2 separate regions of the Mus musculus genome follow, and region 2 is linked to region 1. The links are chromatin contacts, called in public promoter capture Hi-C maps. All regions are on one chromosome and are shown on one strand. Each heading gives the region's core, a stretch centred on a gene start, on an enhancer-like site or on the middle of the called end of the contact. The rest is flanking DNA. Distances are from core to core; before and after follow the strand shown. Region 1 holds the start of Dazap1 (DAZ associated protein 1). Region 2 holds the start of Polrmt (polymerase (RNA) mitochondrial (DNA directed)).

Region 1 (6,501 bases), core at 1,709-4,208:
AACTTCCTGATCTCAGCGTGTCGTCCACGATGCTCCTCTAAGTTGATTCTTTTTTTTTTTTTTTTTTAGGTTTTTCGAGATAGGGTTTCTCTGTGTAGCCCTGGCTGTCCTGGAACTCACGCTGTAGACCAGGCTGGCCTCGAACTCAGAACTCCACCTGCCTCTGCCTCCCCAGTGCCGGGATTAAAGGCGTGCGCCACCAGGCCCGGCCCAAGTTGATTTTTTTATTTCTATTTATCCGTTTATTTAGAGACAGGAGCTCCTGACTGGCCTGGAGCTTGCTATTGAGAACAAGTTGGCCGCGAACTCACAGATTTCTGCCTGATTCTACCTCTGAACTGCTGGGATTTAAAGGCGTATGCCACCATGCCTGGCTGAATGCCTCAAGTTTAGACATTCATTGGCCTGGTGAGGTCCAAGAAGCCGGCCCTCTCTCAGCTGCTCTAATCCATACCTGTCATTCAGCAGCTCTAGCTTACTACTGGGTCACTTGGACATGTTAGGTGTAGCGATCTGATGATTTTTCTAAGAACTGCTGGAAAAGCAGTGACACTCTTAATCCTTAGAAGATGTTACAGCAATAACTGTTGGTGCCCTCATTTTACAGGTGGGGAAAACTGCTAAAAACAGGAGTGGAGACCAGGGCTCCAATTTAGAACCGCAACAGTTAGCACTTTTGGGAGTTTTGGTTTGTTTTTTTATTTATTTTATTTTTTGGTTTGTCGAGACAGGGTTTCTCTTTATAGCTCTGGCTGTCCTGGAGCTCACTTTGTAGACCAGGCTGGCCTCAAACTCAGAAACCCACCTGCCTCTGCCTCCCGAGTGCTGGGATTAAAGGCCTGCGCCACCACGCCCCGCTGTTTTTTATTTTTTAATGTACTTGGTGTCTCATCCCTGTGCACCACCTGAGGCGCAGTCACTGGCATTGTGATTTCCCACTTGGGTCCTGACAATCAAACTTTGGTCTTCTGGAAGAAACAGGTTCTCATGTAGCCCAAGATAGCTTCAAACTCTCACACAGCTAAGGATGACCTCGAATTCCAGATCCTGCCTCCTCCACCTCTCCAGTGCCAGGATCAACAATGTGTACTGCTATGCCCGGTTTCTGCAGCTCATGAAGGGTCTTGGGCATTGTGCCTGCCAGGAGAGCACTTCCCCCACTGAATTCTAGGTCCACTGCGCCACTCCTCTGAGTGGCCTTCTGATGATCTCATGTGGTCTAATTAAAGCAGAAAATGGGTAGCTTTGTCATCTCAGCACTCCAGAGTCAGCGACAGCAAGATCTCTATGAGTTCCAGGACAATTGGGGCTACATAGGAAGACTCTGTCTCCAAACAAAAGCTTTGGACTGTTTTTTATAATCTGAGCTGTTATACCCAGCACAGAAATGAATTGTTGCTTGTTATACTTTGCTGTTATTATATTATGTTCTACTGACATAGAGACTAGGACCCAGGTCACTCTCAAATTCAAAGTCGTCGTCTTCTTCTTCTTCTTCTTCTTCTTCTTCTTCTTCTTCTTCTTCTTCTTCTTCTTCTTCTTCTTCTTCTTCTCCTCCTCCTTCTTCTCCTCCTCCTTCTCCTCCTCCTTTTCCTCCTCCTCCTTCTCTTCTTTTTCTTCTTCTCCTTCTCCTTCTCCTTTTAGACAGGGTTTCTCTGTGTAGTCCTGGCTGTCCTGGAACTCACTCTGTATATTAGCTGTACTTAATTCACAGAGATCAGCCTGTCTCTGCCTCCCAAGTGCTGGGTTTAAAAGTGTGCACCAATACTGCCCTGCTTCAGGCTTTGTTTGTTTGCTTGTATGTATGTTTTGGTTTTTGTTTGAGAAAGTCTTGTGTACCTCAGCTGGCTTCTAGTTCACTATATAGCTGACCAAGGGAGGCTGACCTTGAATTCCCAGTCTTCCTCTCCAACCTGAGCGCTGGGATGACAGGTTTGCACTGCCATGACTGTTTTAAGTAGTCTGGGGATGGAACCCAGCTCTTTAGCCTAGAAAGATGCTCAACAAACTGAGCCATTACATCGTTTTATTCACTTACTTATTATGTTGTTGTTGTTGTTGTTGTTGTTGTTATTATTATTATTATTATTATTATTATTATTGTTTGTTTTGTTTTCTCGAGACAGGGTTTCTCTGTGTAGCCCTGCCTGTCCTGGGACTCACTCTGTAGACCAGGCTGGCCTTGAACTCAGAAATCCACCTGCCTCTGCCTCCCAAATGCTGGGTTTAAAGGTGTGCGCCACCACTGCCCAGCTTTATATACCTTTTTGAGACAGGGAACTGGTTATGAGAGGAAAGGCAGATTATCCAAGTGAGAAGTCAGCTGCAGACAATAGATAGTAGTAAGAGTGTGGCTGTCCATGTTAGTGGTACTAGGGACAATGTTTTTTTGTTTTTACTTTTTCTTAGTAACTATTGAACTTGGTTAATTTTTACTTTGAACCCAATCGAGCCTTAACTGAATGACCTTGGACAGGTGAGTCAGCCTTTGTGACCCAGTGTATCATCTGCGAAAAAGGAAGAGCGGGAGGTGACACAGTTCAGAGCATGAACGTGCAGCCTGCTTTATGCACCGGCCTCTGAGGGGCATCTTAGACTTTTTCCCCTCGCAAGCCCCCACGCAAGACCAAGATTCGCGAGTGGATAAAGGGGAACCCGCGTCTGCGCCTGCGCGCGCCATGAACGCCCGGCGCCGCATGCACGCGTACGCACGCACGTGGCTGTCTCCCTCCGCGCGCCTTCTGAAGGCCAGATAATGCAGAGGACTGCATTTCCCAGAAGGATTAGATTCGACAGGGCGGAAACGCATGTCTCGGTTGTCCGTGTTGCGCAGGCGCAGAGCTCTGCGTCCCTCTCGCAAGCGGGCACGCACGCGCGGCGCGCCCCTGGCCCCGCCCCCGGAGGCCCCGTGCGGGAGCGCGCCCGGGCGTGCGCAGGGCGGAGGCGCGGAGGCGCGGGGACGCGCAGCGACCGTTGGCGCGGAGGGAGGAGGCTCAGCGCCGCCGCCGTTGCGCAGATCCGGGCCGCGGCTGCGGGGAGGGACGAGCGGTGACCTTCCGGAGGAGCGGGGCGCAGCGGGCCGGGACGGGGCGCCATGAACAGCGCGGGCGCCGACGAAATCGGGTGAGGCTGTGGAGCCGGGCCAGGCCCAGAGCGAGGGAGGCCGGGGTGCCGGACCGGCCGGGCCGGGACTTTAGAGGAGAGCCGGGGTGCTGGGGGGTCGCCCCAAAGGCAGCCCATGGGTAACTGAAGGGACCCAAGGTGATAACTCACGAGCCAGAGAAACCCTAAATGAAGGTTCACGGGTCAGGGGCATCCCATAGGATAACTCACCGGACTGAGAGACCCTGAAATGATAAATCAGGGTGTTGAAGACCCTTAAGTGGATCCTTGAAGTCAGGAAGGTAATGTAGGATAATTAGGGGTGCTGAGAGATCTCTCATAGATTCTAAGTACCAGGGAGATTACAAAAATGGACCAGGGTCCTTGTGAACCCTAAGTATTAGAATGGTGAAACTGAGGGATCTCCAAAGAATAGATTATAGAGCAGAGAGACCCCATAGAGTTGCTCTGGGGAGTTGAATTCTAAAAGCTAGATCACAGGTAATGGAAACCCTGTAAAATAGATTAAGGATGCTGAGACACCCTAAAGAATACATAGGTCAAATAAATTAGGTTATGGGTGCCGAGGAACCCCAAAGTATAGATTACAACTCAGAGAGACCGCATGGGATAACGCGGGGATCTGAGAGGTACCCCGAAAGATTAGGGTGCTGGGGTTATCTAGTAAAAGCGCAGGGATGAGGAGATCACAAAGAACAGATCAGGATGTTGGAGCTTCCTAAGTGGAGTTTGGGGTCAAGGAGTCTTCAAATGATAATTTTGGAGGTTGTGGGATTCTCCAGATTTCAGGAATTAAGGTGACCATCAAATCAGGAGACTGAGGGACACTAAAGGATAGTTCAGATGTTAGAGGGACCCTAAGTAGAGCCTGGGTGTCGGGGAGACGCCCCCCTCTGATAAAATTAAAGGAATTTGGGAACACTGAAAAGTTGGTGTCGGGAGACCCCAAAAGATAACTCAAGGTGCTGAGTCCTTCACAGGAGTTAGAAGAGGACCCCAGAGCTGGGCGGTGATGGCGCACGCCTTTAATCCCAGCACTTGGGAAGCAGAGGCAGGTGGATTTCTGAGTTCGAGGCCAGTCTGGTCTACAAAGTGAGTTCCAGGACAGCCAGGGCTACACAGAGAAACCCTGTCTCGAAAAACAAAAAAAGAAGAAGAAGGAGAAGGAGAAGGAAGAGGACTCCAAAAGAGAGCTGGAGGGTTATGTGGATAAGGTGGTTGGGAAGGCCCTATAGAATAAGGGTTTGAAGGACCCTCCCAAAGGCTATATTAAGGTATAGGGGACCCCTGAGGTTGAGCTGTGAGGTCGGGAGATACTAAAGGATAGTTCAGAGGGCTGAGGGAATTCCAAGAGAGACCCTTAGCTCTGTGGGAGACCATAAGCCATAATTGTGGTTAAGGAAATAGGGTAGGGAGACCATACGGGGTAGTTCAGAAGGCTAGGGGGACCTCCAACAGGAGTTACAGAGTCGAGAAGAGCCCAGTGGAGATTTGGGGGAACCCCAAAGGATAGTTAAGGAGCTAGAGAGGCCTGAAAGGCTAATTCAGGGGGCTGGGAGAATACCAGGAGGAGGCGCAGGACTCAGGAATACTCTAAAAGATAATTGGAGACCCTGAGCCAGTGAGGCCTAGAAGGTGCAGGGTCCAAGAGAACTCATTTGTTTGTGTTTGGTTTATTTTTTTATTTTTTATTTTTTTGAGATTTTTTTAAAAAATTATTTTGGTTGTTGCTTGTTCATAAGGTAAATGAGAGGCTGGGGAGACTCAGCTCCGGGGGTCATAGAGGAATCAAGAGACAGCTCCATGAGCTTGGGAGACACCAGTGATGACCAAAGACTAAAGTATAGGGAGGCCCCAAAGGGGACCTTAAGGCCAGAGAGACTCCCCAAAAGGATGCTTCAGTGGGTTAGGGAGACCACAAGGGGTCTGGGAAGCCGGAAAGAGGAACCCAGAAGCCAGGAAGAGCCCCCACCCCTAAAACTGCTCAACAAGCCAGGGTACCCAGAACAGAACAAGAAGTCAGGGTGCTCAGGAGCTGTGAGGGGGAGTTTGAGACCTGGGAGGGCTTAAATAGCAACCTGCTGGTCTAGAGACTCTCATATCAGAGTGGCACCAGAGGGAACGTTTTATAGAGCTATGGAACCTGATCCTGGGGCCTTCGAGTCAGGAAGATCACAAAGGAGATTAAGGACTGGGGGACCCCAAGTGGGGACTTTGTGGCGTCTCTGTGATATCAACCAGGGCTTGAGGGGTGTAAATAAACTTGGAATTCTAAAGGGACCTAGTCTAGGATCCTGGGGTTTGGTGGGACACTTTGGGTCTCCCCAGTAGGCCTTGAATTTCTCTCATCTGCTGCCTTTGTCAGTCTTGTAGCCCAGGGAGCTCAGAGTGGCATCCCGAGTTCCCCCTTGCAGGTTCAGGAACTTGACAGGTTGGTGCACATGGCCAGGCATGTTGGGGTTTCATTTTCCTCCCTACAACTTGTCCCACTTGGGCTGGGAGACAGTGAGGTTCTCACATTGTATTCTGGGGTGTCCTTACTCCTCTCAGCCCTAGTCCCTGCATCACTGCTCCTTAGCAGGTGGCTCTGCCTCCACAGGTAGGAAGTCTGCCTGCTGTCTGGCAGACTTCCTGAGGTGGTGGGTGAGCTACCTAATGCACTCAGTGTTGAGTGTGCCTGGCACTGAGGACTTGGGCCTGGTAGGCAGTGTCTTTGCTCACGGGGTGGGTAAGAGGTGTGCTTCTTGTGGATCTGTCCCAGGATCAGAGCACCTTGCTGAATGGAAAGGCCTGGGACCTGCGCAGTTGGTCTCCTGCATGCTCTTAGGGTCTGGAAGACCACTGTGGGCCTGGGAGAGAGGTCAGAGGTTGCTGACTCCCCATGACAGCATGCACCTCCTGAACATATAATGAAGTGCCAGACCCTACTGCACCCCTGCAGCCTCATGAGCCTGTGCCTAGACTGGACAAGACTGGAGTCTGCTCTGTAGTCCCTAGGAAGTCACCCAGAGGGTGGGTTTTGTGATTTATTTTGGTTGAGACAGGTGTACTGGCTGGTTTTGTGTGTCAACTTGACATAGGCTGGAGTTATCACAGAGAAAGGAGCTTCAGTTGAGGAAATGCCTCCGTGAGATCCAGCTGTGGGGCATTTTCTCAATTAGTGATCAAGGGGGGAGGGCCCCTTGTGGGTGGTACCATCCCTGGGCTGGTAGTCTTGGGTTCTATAAGAAAGCAAGCTGAGCAAGCCAGGGGAAGCAAGCCAGTAACCTTCCATGGCCTCTGCATCAGCTCCTGCTTTCTGACCTGCTTGAGTTCTAGTCATGACTTCCTTTTGTGATGAACAGCAATATGGAAATGTAAGCTGAATAAACCCTTTCC
Region 2 (6,501 bases), core at 1,816-4,315, 520 kb before region 1:
TGGGCTCCTTGTGAAGGGTCCAGAACTCCTGTGTGAGGGCTTGCTTCTGCTGGTCAACTTCCTTTTGGCGCCTCTGCTTCACCCTTTTCTCAGCCTCTAGCTTTTGCGCCCAGCGGCTGCTGTGGCCCTGTGGAGGCCGGTCCACCTGCACCTTCTTCACCCTCATCTCAGGTGTGCCCTCTGCCCGGAGCTGCCGCACCCGAGCCTCCAGCACTGCAGAGAGCAGAGAAGGGTATGAACCACTCCTGCAGCTCAGGATGCTCTGAGTCTACCCCAGGATCATCCCAAACACAGTCTCCTGGCTGTCACCATGCCCTCGGCTCTGCCTGCCAACCCCTCCTATCACCTCCTGCCGGCTGTCACCTGCTTCTGCTTCTCCCTCCTTCACTCCGCCAGCCTTAAGGGCTCCGACCTCACTGGCCAATATATAGTAGCCTGCAGTTTGATACAGGCACATACTTGATACAGCTTGGTAGAAACCGCAAACATCCGTGACTCAGTGCCCTAAGGACCAAAAGGCAATCACTGGCACCATACAAGGAGGCCCCTGCTGTATGGCTTTCAGCAGTAACCAAGTTTGCACATAAAAAGGCCAAAGACTGGCCAGGGTCTTGGCAAGCAGACAGCCATGGTTAGTGGTGAGCGCAGAAACAAGGCAGGCTGAGCCATAAGGCTACAACTCAGGCGCTGGTTGCCAAGACCAGCTGCTTGTCTCCCCTCCCGGTACTCCAGTCCCTGGCCCAAGGTCAGTGTGAGGCAGGGGCCTGGCTCACAGGTGTACAAAACGAAAGTTGGGAGGAGTGCAGTGCATGCGAGAGGATCAGAGTTCTGGGGAGATCCTGCCTCAGTGAACATCTCGTGGCACTCAGGGCACATCAGAGGCAGAGGACACATCTGTGTGAGGCCACCTGCAAAGCAAACAGGTGGCAGACGGGGACACCGACTTCTTTCTGAAGGGACCCAAGAGACAAAAGGGTGCAAAAAGGCCCTGGGGCAGAACTGGTTGGTCTGTCAGGAGTAGAAGAGTTACATAGCTGCTGTAAGCTCCATGGCCCACAAAGCACTGCCTTCTGTCCCTGACAGAAAGGAGCCTCATAAGAGGGAGCAGGCGCCACACACTAAGTCTGCAGATCCCTCTGCCCAAATGACAGATTCCAGCATGACATACCCTGGAACGTGAGTCAGGAAGCAGTTGCTGCTAAGGGTAGACAGGAGCCACAGTTAGACCATTGTCTTTACCTCCTAACCCACCCTCTAAGCGTCTCCACCTTCTGCAGCTGCCATGCAGACCTGACATAGGATCAGGAGGGAAATCTGGACATCCCGTCTACTAGACTTGGTAGTAAAACACTTAAAATTGGGTTCCAAAGTCAGTGGTCGTGCATGCCTTTATTTTGTTTTATTTTTGTTTGTTTGGTTTTTTTTTTTTTTTTTTTTTTTTTGGTTTTTTCTTTTTTTCAAGACAGGGTTTCTCTGTGTAGCCCTGGCTGTCCTGGAACTCATTTTGTAGACCAGGCTGGCCTCGAACTCAGAAATCCGCCTGCCTCTGCCTCCAGAGTGCTGGGATCAAAGGCGTGCGCCACCATACCCGGCTCATGCACACCTTTAATCCCAGCACTCCAGGGGCAGAGGCAGGCAGACCTGAGTTCAAGGCCAGCCTGGTCTACAAAGCAGCCAGGACTTCCTACACAGAGAAACCCTGTCTCGAAAAACCAAGAAAGAAAAAAGAGAGAAAGAGAGAAGGGAGGAATGAGGAGAGAAAGAAAGAAAGAGGAAGGAAGGAAGGAAGACAGACAGGCAGGCCTGGCAGACAGGCTGGATTCCAGCTGCACCTCGACTCTGCAGGACTAAAACTGGAGACTTCTATGTCAGCATTCCAACAATGCAAATCCGGTATTGTTCAGGTGTATTTGGGGCCTCCACTGTCTTCCTAGAAGTGAGAGCCCCAGGTGGGAATCTGGAACTCAGGGAATGGAATTACAGCAGCTCCCAGAACCAGCACAAGAGGACCCACAGGACCACAGACAGGCCAGCCAGACAACACTGCTCAGTGGACTCTGGACCCCATTTTACATACTCCCTTGGAGTGGTCAGGTACAACGCAGAGCACACTCCCTCAAGGCTTCACTGTGGAGAAGGACTTAGGACACCAACTTACCTTCCAGCAGTTCAGCATGGCCCCACTCCCTCAGGACATGTTGCTCACGGGGACTGGCAGCGGAGCTCCTTCTTGAGCTGCAGAAGCCACCAAAAGTCCCTAGAAAGAGACATGAAGAATAAGAACACAGAAACCATCCTATCAAGTGGACACCGTGGCATGCACACTTATTACCCCAGGTCTCTGGAGGCTGAGGTGGGAGGGTCTCCAATTGGATTCCAGCCTGGGCTACAAAGGAAGTTCTAGGTTAAGCTAGTGTGAGTTCCTGCCTCAAACTTACGTCATGCCCAGAAAGAAATGGATCAAAAGACAAGGACTGCCAGGCATGGGATCTCAGAACTCAGGAGGTTGAAGCAGTAGGACCTGAGTTCAAATAAAGCATCCAGCATGAACCACATGGAAACACCATGGCTCAAAAAAAAAAAAAAAAAAAAAAAAAAAACACGCCCCGCCCACAAATAAATCCAGACCCAGAAAAAGACCAACTTCAAGGGCAGAACAGGCCAAAGCTATAAGGATCGGGGTGCAGGATCCAGCAAGAAGTACTCCTAACTAAAAGTAGCCAAAGGTCAATGCCAATATCCGTAAGTCCCCAACAGTGGGTCAGAGACATGGAAAAGCGAGCAACAATCAAAAGTCAAAGTGCCCTGCGGACCTAGAGAGACGTTGCCAACTAGTGCCCAGCTAAATGGGTCCCCAGAAACTCCTCCATAGGTCAAAGAACAAAGGTTGAAGGTGACCGGGATCCTAAGGAAGGGAAGATTATAGTCCTGGATCCGACACTCCTTTACCTTCCTCCGAAGGCGGGCGGTGGGGCCCAGGGGAGCGCAGAACCCGGCCAAGCCCGGCTGCGCTTCGGGTCCACCGGAGCGCCGACATGCCGCCTGCTGCCCGCAGTGCGCACGCGCACGCGCCGCCTGCAGGGAGCTGTAGTTCTGCGACTGCCGGAAGCGCTCTTAGGGTCTGTCCTGTGAGAGGAGTCGAAGGAGAACTACAACTCCCAAGAGGCAGCGGGCAGCGTGGCGGCAAGAGAGCATGCGCAGAAATACTCTTCTGATTCGTTCTTTTCATATCCAAGTTCCCTCTTTAGTTTTTATATTTTTTTGTTCTTTGATTGACTGGTTTCTGCTTTATTTTATTTGTTCATATATATGTGCGTAACATTTACATATGTGTATATATTATGTACTATATGCACATTTTTGGCACAAAGTCTCACTATTTAACCATGAATGTCCTGGAATTTAACAGGATTCCCTTGAACTCAACAGATATCCTCCTTATACTCCTGCTCTGCCACCCAGTACTGGGACTATAGTCGTGCGCCACCACGCCCAGTCCCTACCCTATTTGTTTCTCCTCCTCTTCCTCCTCCTCCTCTCTGCCTCTCTCTGTCTCTGTCTCTCTGTATGTATATGTGTTTGTGCAAATGGAATCAGGGCCGTAGAAAGATGGAAAAGACGTGTAAATAGTACCACATCGCGATTTCATTCATCCATCCATCCATTCATTCATTCACATTCACAGAGTCCCATGTAGCTCATGTTAGCTTCCAATTTACATGTATGAGAACTAATCTGGAAAGCCTGACCTTGCTGTCTTCTCCTTCCCAGTGTTGGACTAAGGGATCTATCTACACGTAGCCCAGGTTGGTTTCAAACTTCTAATGTGGCCAAAGATGACAGTGAATTCCTGATCCTCCTGCCTCCTAGCTCAGGAAGTGCCGGATGACAGATATGTGCTATCACGCACCAGCATTTTATATTTGAGACAGAATCTCACTAAATTTTCCAGGCTAATTCTGTAGCTCAGACAGTACCCTCCTGAGAAGACAGGACCTGGGCTCATTTTCTCAGTACTAGGGCTTCTACTGTCTGGAGCGCATCAGTGAGAGCTTTGGGTTTATAATCCCAGCCCTCTGGAGGTAAAGGCAGGCGGATTCAAATTTAAGCACATAAAATGCACATAAAACCTTGTCTCAATCAGGCAGTCGGGCAAGCAAACGGACAGATAAACAGACACACACACAAACTCAGAGCTGGGTGTGGTGGCACACACCGTTTTTGCTTTTGTTTTTGTTTTTTTAAAGATTTATTTATTTTATGTATCTGAGTACACTATCTCTGTCTACCAGAAGAGGGCATTGAATTCCATTACAGATGGTTGTGAGCCACCATGTGGTTGCTGGGAAATGAACTCAGGACCACTGGAAGGTCAGTCAGTGCTCTTAACCCCAGGTGGCACACACCTTTAATCCCAGCACTTGGGAGGCAGAGGCAGGCAGATTTCTGAGTTCTAGGCCGGCCTGGTCTACAGAGTGAGTTCCAGGACAGCCAGGGGCTACGCAGAGAAACCCTGTCTCGAAAACAAACAAACAAACAAACCCCAATTAAATAAATAAATATCCTAAAGTCTAGTTGGAGCTGGAGAGATGGCTAATTGGTTTAAAGCATTAGCTGTTCTTCCAGAGGACCCATTCAATTCCCAGCATACACACAGCAGATCAGAATGTAACTCCAGTTCTAGGGAATCCAACACCCTCACACAGACATATATGCAGACAAACTACCTATGCACATAAGATAAAAATAAACTATTAAGAGAGAGACAGAGAAGGAGAGAGGGGGAGGAGGAGAGGGAGCGAAGGAGAGCAAGCAATGTGGTTAACCCTGATTCTCAGTCTTCACACTTCAACTGTGAAGGTTCAGAGAACTCCAGGAAGTGACCCAACTGCACGGGACACTCAGAAAGATGTGTGGGAAAGCCCATGTTTCCTTAAACTTCAATGGAAAATCCACGCTGTGGTTCAACATCATGTTCCCACTCATCCTGGCCTCCACAGGACAGGCAGACAGAACAGAGCAAGAAGAGTGAGCCAGATAGAGACGTGTTGTCAGGTGTAGACAGTCAGATCGTGCCCATGCGGGGCTCAGGGAGGACAGCCCTGGGAACTCCAGCCAGCTGTTATGTGAAAGACTAGCATGACGACAGGGACAGAGGTAGGGAGAAATGCCAGCCAGTGCAAAGGCCCTGGGGCATGAGAAGAGCAGCCAAGCCTCTAGAGAAGCCTCCAGGACAGGACTCATGGGACTTCCTCTGATTAAACTCAGGCTGCCACCTGCACTCAAGTTGAGGATCAGACCTGGGGCCGCCCCTCCATTATACAGTTCAAGCTGCCCAAGCAGGCGGGGCCTTAATGATGTCACTGGCTGGGAATGATTTCAGCATTGGGCACTGCCCTCTGCAACTAGCTCAGATCATTCCCCAGGATACCCGAGGCAGAGTGACCTCAATCCTGACTTCCTCTTGGGGTCACCTTCCTGGTCCCCAAGGATGAAGCAGGAGGACCTATAACTCCAAGACAGCTCACATCTCTGTGGGCCAAAAGAATCAGGGACTCCAGTTCTTCCCATATCCTGTATTATTCAAGTTCCTCTGTGATTTGCTGGAGCACCAGGCTTTCCACATCAAGAGTTTCCATAGCCGGGCGTGGTGGCGCACGCCTTTAATCCCAGCACTCGGGAGGCAGAGTCAGGCAGATTTCTGAGTTCAAGGCCAGCCTGGTTTACAAAGTGAATTCCAGGACAGAGCTACACAAAGAAACCCTGTCTCGAGGGAAAAAAAGAAAGAAAGAAAAAAGAGTTTCCATACTTTGCTGAGTCTCAGTCTAAAGATCCTAGACATGGATGTTTCCCCTAAGCCACACCCCAGGCAGGGGCTCCACCCCTGACAAGGCCCCCAGCTCCTTACTGGAGGATCCTAGGCAGGGGCTTCACCCTTAAAGTCACAGCCACAGCCCCTTGTGTTTACCTCAGCAACCCAGCTGTGTTTTAGGGCCAGTGGTAGGTTATCCAAGTCTCTTTCCACTATAGTCAATAGTCAACTAGAGTCACCATGTCAATGGAGAGTGGAGTTACTACTGTAAGGTGAGGTCAGGTTTCCTTATGAAACAAAGAATTTTGAAGCCTGGCCTTGTCCATGCTTGTGGTCTCAGATATTCAGGAGGATGGAGAGTATGAGGAAAACCTCTACAGCTTATTGAGACCCTGTGTCAATATAGAAACTAGAAACAGGTCTGGGGGCAGAGCTCATAGGCAGAACCCCTGTCTAGACTCCCCCATTAAGCGGGTGGGTGCTTGGTCAGGGTGGATCCTACATCTAGCATCCCCACCCTGAGAGGAGCTGGGGAGTGGTCAGGAGCTCCACCTAGCATGCCACAGAGAGGCAGCTGGGGGCCTGGTTCAGGGGTAGAGCCTAGCATGTGAAAGGCCTGAGTTCAATTCTTAGTACCTGTCAAGAAAAGATCCCTACTAGTTTCTTGCCAAGAGTAGTGTCAGCTCATG

Evidence for each region. Promoter capture Hi-C pulls out the DNA fragments that hold promoters and counts their contacts.
Region 2: a promoter capture Hi-C map of neural stem cells shows a contact between it and region 1. The contact joins the promoter of Polrmt here to the promoter of Dazap1 in region 1. A contact is called at or near these places in 1 of 39 promoter capture datasets (neural stem cells), 1 of 115 datasets of contacts at active chromatin or transcription factors (large pre-B cells) and 1 of 9 other capture datasets (adipose tissue).

The regions. Positions count from the first base shown.
Region 1 is chr10:80,262,056-80,268,556 of GRCm38.p6, forward strand. It overlaps Dazap1 (DAZ associated protein 1), which reads left to right and starts at 2,959. Exons shown (of 12, transcript NM_133188.3): 1 at 2,959-3,123. The coding sequence starts at 3,095.
Region 2 is chr10:79,743,516-79,750,016 of GRCm38.p6, forward strand. Polrmt (polymerase (RNA) mitochondrial (DNA directed)) reads right to left here and starts at 3,066. Exons shown (of 21, transcript NM_172551.3): 1 at 2,950-3,066; 2 at 2,159-2,257; 3 at 1-213. The coding sequence starts at 3,037.